2 separate regions of the Gossypium hirsutum genome follow, and region 2 is linked to region 1. A link is a contact called in public Hi-C data. All regions are on one chromosome and are shown on one strand. The core of a region is the stretch at or near the end of the contact, and the rest is flanking DNA. Distances in the headings are between cores, read along the strand shown.

Evidence for each region. Hi-C and Micro-C count contacts between places; a contact is called where the count stands out from the background.
Region 2: a Hi-C map of leaf shows a contact between it and region 1, with 1.8 times the contacts expected there. The contact joins the promoter of LOC107889215 here to the enhancer-like site in region 1. A contact is called at or near these places in 4 of 34 Hi-C or Micro-C datasets (all in leaf).

Annotation. Positions count from the first base shown.
Region 1 is chrA09:66,342,112-66,346,145 of Gossypium_hirsutum_v2.1, forward strand. No RefSeq gene overlaps it. Among protein-coding and RNA genes, the nearest start is that of LOC107889208, 37 kb to the left of the region's middle. Within about 2 kb of position 1,935, at least 7 of the 9 cell types and tissues checked have an H3K27ac peak or open chromatin away from gene starts, as enhancers often do. A contact at or near this core is called in leaf, where this site is marked.
Region 2 is chrA09:66,459,824-66,463,857 of Gossypium_hirsutum_v2.1, forward strand. It overlaps LOC107889215 (BEL1-like homeodomain protein 1), which reads left to right and starts at 1,822. Exons shown (of 5, transcript XM_016813570.2): 1 at 1,822-2,117; 2 at 2,255-3,172. The coding sequence starts at 2,288.

The DNA.
Region 1 (4,034 bases), core at 685-3,184:
TTGGTCATATATTAGAGATTTACTCCATATGTGAAATATATCCCATTCTCAAAAAATTGAAATGATGGTAATCGCAAACTATAGCATGATGATGTTCATTTCTGATTGTGCTTCCAAGGTAAAGAGACCCAATAAAAAGGTTCAAGAATGCATATATGATTCCCATTATCCTTTTTTGCAAAAAGTTCCATGATAGACCATCATTTTTTCCTTGAGTTGCCTCATATATGTAAACTTCAATATAAATGGTACTGGTCAAGTACTGCAAATTTTAGTTCAGATTCATAGGATGGGTTCGTGTTTTAGTTTTATTTTTGTTAAGAGAAAAAATGGTAAAACAAGAAATGGGCCTGATGGGGAGCATCACTACGACGAATACAAACGTGTACAACACGTTTCATGCCATAAAATAATTAATGGACAAGTGATCAGCATTCAATTTGAATTGGATATTGGGTGTACGTATATCCTTGATTGATGAGAATCCAGATTTATCTTTTTCAATTACTTATTTCCACTCCAACTTAAATAAAATCATTTTATTTAATTTTTCATTTTTGAACTTTTATTTTTTATTAATTTATAAATAAAATTAATATTTGTTAACTTTATTAATATGATATATATATGAATTATTGCGTGGATGTCAAATTAATAATAAATAATTTTTAAAATTTTAAAAAATTTAAAAAATTATTGAAACTATTGAAAAATATATATTTTTTAATTTTTTTATTTTTAAAAATTAATTAATCGTTAATATGGCATACACATGGATGCCACATTAGCAAAATTATAAATATTAATTTTTTTCATCCATTTTAAGATGATTTGATAAATAAAACAAATTCAAAAATTAAAAAAAACAAAATAATTAAATAAATGACTAAAACAAATTATTTTTTATAAAGTTGAATTACAAAATAATTCATTATTTCTTTTCAATTAGTTCAAAGAATACTTTCTTAAAATAAAATTCACAAACAATCATTATAGTTAGAATAAATTTGTTTTTTTTCCTCCCCTTCTTTTTTAATTTGTTTAAAAGTATCTAGTTGGTATATAAATTTGTATTTCATCACCTAGGTTGGTACCTCCATACTAACACTGTTAGTTTGTACTGACGTGACACTGATGATCAATCTTATAGTGACACATGACAACCTCTCAGTATGGCGTGTGGCGGACATATATTAAAAAAGTAAAAAATTTTAAAAATAAAAATTAATTTAAAAAATATAATTTTTTGACAAGTTCAGATACTTTTGGACAAGTTTTGATACTAAATAGGTACTTTTTGAACAAGTTTTGATACTAAATAGGTACTTTTGGACAAGTTCAAAGGGTATACTATATGTTAACTCTTAAAAAAATTAAGGTTGTTAAGAAATTGGGGCAATATGTGTGACGGAATATAAGTTCAGATGCCAACTAAATACTTTTTGGACAAGTTAAAAGGATAAATTATATGTTAACCCTATTTACAATGATATAAATCACCCAAAATGGTGAAGGTAAAAATAAAAAATAAAAAATTCCAACTTTTTTTCATATCTTTTTAGTTAAATATTATCTAAACTTTAAATTTTCACTTATTAAATTATATTCAATCTAATTTGATTTACCCATTAAAGTAAAAAAATATATGAATTTGTTTCATTTTAATCTGGATTTATCTTTATCTAAAATGATTAGAATTTAAAATGATTCAAAACTTAAATTGATCTAAAAAAAAATCCAAAAAGACCATAACTAAAGTATAATTTTAAAAAAATATTAATAACTTAAATTATTAATTTATTTTAATTTATATCTTGTAATTATATTTTTATTGTCATAAAATATGTAATTTCAACCTATTAAAACAGTATAAAAGGCTCAAACAACGATCAAGCTAGCCTAGGCAACCAAAAGGACCCACAAAAGGTTACTTGCCATTGCAGAAAAGGAGTGAGCCTAAAAGGCCTCATAAGGGGCCTTCTCCCTGCAAAGCCTGGAAGCTCGTATAAACATCGTCCTCATTCCTTTATGAAAGAGGAGGAAGTTTCCTTCAGGTCAAGCTGTTAAATAGATTATAACAGGGATCTAATAATCTTGAAAATGTAGAAAGGAGCTAATTTAAGCATCAGAAGGCACTCTAGAGGACAATCTCTGGCGCCCTTTGACTAGTTTTCTATCTTGCAGATCACTTGAAGCATTCCTCCAACCCACCATAAACCAGCGTGTTAAATTGGCATCAACAGTTAGTACCGTTTGTGCGAATCCCCTTTGAACAAAGGCTATGGATTCTCCAAGGAACACATCTTAACCATCACCAATATACAGAACCTTGAACCCTCATCATTACTCCAGACAACTGCACCCATGGTAGCTTTAAAAAGTCTTCACCCCCCCGACACTAAGTTCATCCAACAAAATCACTAGTTAAAATGATTACAAATTTTCGCAAAAACAACATAAACATTGAATCATCAACGAAATCATTTTTAGCAGCGAAGGTTGTCGCTTAAGTAACAACAGATTCAAAACCTAAGGTAGCCTCTAAAGCAACTTCCTTTGCAGCAATCATTATGTGGGCATTCTTCATTGCTTCTATAAAAGGATTTATCACGTCAAACCCCTCTAGCACAGGACATAACAATTCAAAAAAGACCCCAGTGAAGTCTAATGACCTAGGTATCGGTTGCACTTCTAAGAGCGTCCACACGTAGTAGCTAACCCTAGTTATGATTATCTGTTCCACCAGATCCTCTTCCCTAGTGATACTTCTTTATTGATGGAATTCAATTGATCCCTAGCCACGCGACGCTCTTCCTTTAGACGTCGTTTTGAAGCTTCCAACAAGGGGACTATATAATAAACATTTAATAAAAAATATACACCTCTCTATATTCACAAGTAAAAGAAAACTATATATTAAACTTTTCCTTCTCATCCTCTAAATCTAACAACTAAAAAAAATAATTATCAAGTAAAACAAATAACAACCATTTTTCGAGAAATTATTCAATATAAATATCATACTTTCATATTCATAAAGGCAATTACAAGTATTATAGGTTAATTAATTCAAATTTATGACACTTTATATCATTTTGTATCTTAAATTTAATTTTCAGTAATTACACTCTCTTGCAATTACAAATAATTGTAATTCCCTAAACGTATTTCGTTGATAGAGTGGGATTACATAATAATGCTCTGTATCATGTTTGGTAGTACAAATTATAATTACACAAAAACATATTTTATATTTTTAATAAATATTAATTAGTATAAAAAAATTATTTGTATGATAAAAATATTTTCTAAACCAGTTACAAAATTTAAAATCAAATCATCTTATGTATTACGTTAGTCCAAAAAAGTAGTTGATAATACAATTATTAATAAAAATAACAAGAAAAATAAACATCATATTCAATTTTATTTAATTGTTCTAATGCATATTTTTTATGATAAATGTATATTTTTCCATAACTTTAGAAATATATATTTTTTATTATATATAGCATGGACACATAAATAAGTTATGTTCATAATTCTTGGTGATAAATATTTATAAATAAATATATTATAACACTTTTATAACATGTAATTTTTTTTATAATAAATTTTTTGACCATAACTTTAAATTTTTTTTTAGGATTAATATATTTTTTGAACCTATGTGTTGCCTTGATGGTCAGGGTGTTCACCGCCCTAGGTGAACTTGGGTTCGAGTCGCGTTAGTTGTGTTGTTGCTAGGGCTTGGCCCTTCTCTTGTAATTCACCAAAAAATATTTTTTTGTTATAACATTATAAAATATACAAATTATTTTTATAATATAATTTTTTAAGTTTTATAATATAAGAAATGTCTGGAAATGTATCGAACCCGTAACCTATAACATCCTATGCATGGAACGCAACTACAACTTGAACTCAAGCCCCTCCAAAAAGGGAACTGGATGAATGGGAACTGGCTAGCCTCTATCCTTAGGACCTAGAATCCGCTATCCAAGGTAGGACGGACTCACCATAACTTTCTCAAA
Region 2 (4,034 bases), core at 572-3,071, 120 kb after region 1:
TTCCATGTAATAGAAAGATTGGATTAAATTAATCCCTCCATTAATAAATGGATAAATTTAATCTGTATATAATTAAAAGAGAATCAAATAAGTTGTAATTATAACAGAGTAAATAATTATTATTTACAAATTATATGAAAATCATTCTTCATTTACACTTTAATTTCAGAAAAAAGATTTTATTTGTAAAAATATAAAAAAAATTTAAAATATCAACTTAAAGTGAAATAAAAATTGATGTGTTGGATGAATACAAGATATAAATGTAAATGGTGAAATATCATGATTTGTGTTGGACATTTATGGTGAGGAAAGTGATGATGCAAAATGAAAATAATTTTGGTAGCGGTCTTTTCTTATATAATTATTGGAGAAATGAGAAAATCAGCAGTGTGGTGTTGTTGGGCCACCTATTGATTGAAATCCAAGTCAAAGCTTTGACTGGACTTTTCCTGACTATCACTATGCTTTGGGTGATTTCATTCATTTATTTTTAAACTAATCATTCCTTCATAGTTAGGTTTATAAATCTTATTCTCTTCCAATTTTTAATTTTTATTATTATTTATCTTCAAACTATATTTTTCATTAACTAAAAAAGTATATTACTTTAATTTTAAATATAAAATTTTATTTATTTATATAATAAGTAAGTTTCTATTTCATGTATAAATAATATTTATATTAATTATATGGTATTTACAAACTATTACGATAAATTTATTAGTCATTATGAAAAGAAGAAGAAAATTGAAAATTGAAGAGCACATAGTATTAATTTTTTTACTGCTGCACAATTGTTTTAATAATAATTAGGAATTCATTTATTATAATATTTAAATTATCATAATATTTTAATTAAAATTATTATTTTATATATTTCCAATAGAGTTTTTAACCATACGAGTTAATTTAAGAAATCATGTGTCTCATTTATTTATTTATTAAATTATAAAATTTAAATATATAAAAACACCTTGGGACATTATGAACTTGTTGAAACAAAAAAAAAAAAGGTCTAGTACTTAACAAATAGACAAAGGTGATCATGAAATTGTGTAAAATTTTCAAAGTGCTGTTTATCTTCTACCCTTTATATCCTTTTTACTTTTGTAAAATAAAGAAGAAAAACTAAGCAAATGAAAGACAAAGAGATATATAGATAAATCTTTTAAAAAGGGCAAACATTACCCAATGGTGAGTGAGTCATTTCAATTTCTAATCAGTATACCTTTAACAAATCAAGTTGAGTCGAGTCCGAATATTATCAAGCTCGAACTTGACTTGAAATTCGAAATTCGATACTTTACTCGAGCTCAAGTGAACATTTATTTTTAAGCTCAAATTTTATTAAATTTATATTCGAGCTCGACTTAATAATTAAGTTTAGGATTAATAATATATATTTAAGGTAATAATATAAAAATATAAAAAGCTCGATAAAACTCACGAATCATTTAAAACAATTATCACTAAACTAAAATTTATCTCAAACTCAATAATTACCGAATCGAAGTTGAGTAACTCATTTACCCCCTCCCCTCTTGTTTTTCAACATTGATTTGTACATTAATAAGAAACCCTTTCTCTAGAAATATGGAAATTTCCTCCTTTTCCAGCGGCATGCTCCACTGTTAATTTTTTCACTTTCAAAATCTATTGTTGTTACCTAACACCATTAGAGCGATAAGATAATGAAAAGAAAGGGACCACAAAAAAAAATAGTGAAATTTATTTAATTAAAATTCCCTCCAATCACAAACCAGCACAAAGCCATATTTTTTGAAGGGTAAAAAAACCAAAAAAGAGAAAAAGAAAGGAAAAGAAAAAGTGGGTATCATTTTCGGTTGTTTTTTGCTTTGCATCTCTTTCTCTTTCTTTTATGTATTATCAATTATCATCATATATTTATGAACTGAAAGGGAAGAAAAATAGCAAAGAAATTTGAGTCTGACAAGATCTGCAAAACTATATACAGTCATACACCTAAAAGCCTAAAAAGACATAGTTTTTTTTTCTTTTGCTTCCATGATAGGCATTTAGACAGAACGTGTGCTGACTCTCACAGATATGCATCTTCTCTCGTGTGTTTTTAGCCATAATTGGATTGGAATATGGTACTTTGCCTGTCTCTGCAACATCCTTTGACGGCTTTCCTTTCCCCCTCCTCAATTCTTTTCCCTTTTCATTTTTATTCTTTATCTCATCTTTTTTTCCTTCGATTTTTCTTTTTTGTTTTTGTACGACTTTTAAGATCAAATCTATCATCTCAATACCTTAGTTTGAGATGGCGACGTACTTTCATGGAAGCTCAGATTTCCAGGCTGCTTCAGCTGATGGGATGCAAACGCTTTATCTCATGAACCCCAACTACGTTCCCTACGCTGACACACACCAACAACCATCGGCTGCCACTAACATGTTCTTCTTAAGCCCCACAAGCTTACCCCAAGCACCACCGCCTAACCATCATCAGCGTTTCCTTGGTCTCCCTCTCCCAACACCATCCACCGCCATCAAACCGCTCAATTCCGACGATCCCCACCGTCCATCCCCCCTTCAAGGTGTAGTCCCCGGTTTCCACTCTAACTTATGGGGTTCAAGTGTTGATCATCAGAATTCCCCAGGAAGTAGCCATCCGCAGGTTGTGTCGGCAGTAGCTACAGGAGATAACTCTGGTGGGTCCCATGATGTTGCGTCGCAGTCGGGGTTTCAACGGCCGGTGGTGTCCCCAAGGCAAGGTTTGTCCCTAAGTCTATCATCCCAACAAGTGGGTTATAGGTCAAGTAATAATGTTGAAACAGACATACAAGGACAACCTCAAGTTCCTACTATGTCACTGGGTGAAGATGTGAGGATATCAGGGAACTCGCCGTCGTCGGTTTCCGTTGTTTCGAATGGGATTTCTGGGGCTCAGAGTGTGGTTTTGGGGTCAAAGTACTTGAGAGCTGCACAAGAGCTTCTTGATGAAGTCGTTAATGTGGGGAAAGGGATAAAGACGGACGTGTCTGAGGGGACCAAGGAAGAGAAGATAAAGGTGAACAAAGAATCGGTGGCTGGAGAGGGTTCAAGCGCTGGTGAAAATGGGGCTAAACGTGGAGCTGAGCTCACCACAGCTCAAAGACAGGAGCTGCAGATGAAGAAAGCTAAACTTGTCAGTATGCTTGATGAGGTTCGCTTATTTATTTATTTTGTTCGTTTTAATTTCCATCCTATATTTGAAAGCCAAATTTACTGCTATTAGTTAAGATTATCATTAATCTCCCAAATCATGCACAGAACAAGTTCTCCTTCTACAACACTTTTACCGAAACCCTAATACCTATATATATATATTTCAAGCTCTTAAAACATTTTGTCTTCACAATACAAATTTTTAACATTTGGTAGCATCAGAATTTTCCAAATTTTAAATAAAATTATATTAACATCACTGTTTCAAAATAATTTTCACGGAACAGATAAGTAACTTTTTTACAACATAATTAAATACAAAATCTATATGAAAATTAAAACCCTGAGGTTATTTATCGTTTTTAAAAAGTTAAATTTTTTATAAATGGTATAAATTTTTTTAAAAATTATTATTACAAATTTATAAACAGTTTTTTATTTATACAATGGGTTAATTTTTTATTGAATAGATTTTACACAAGTAATTTTAATTCTTCAAATAATGGTTTTAAATTTTTTTTTAAAAAATACTACTAAAATATTCCTATGTTTAACAACAGTTTTAACATATATTAATAAACTTTGTCAAATAAAATATTAAAACACACTTACAAATTAATAACATATTTTAATCTTTTCTAAATCTACTGACTTTTTTTAATTTAATTTTATATTATTATTAAAGTGTTGTCCTTAAATATTGAATTCAAACCCTTTGTTTTCAAAATATATTACATTGTTAAATTAAAAACATTGTTTAGTGAAAAAATAAAACAATATATAAATATTGTTTAATACAATTATTTACTTTTAAATAATATTTAAAATTTATTATATTAATAAATTATTTACTTTAAAAA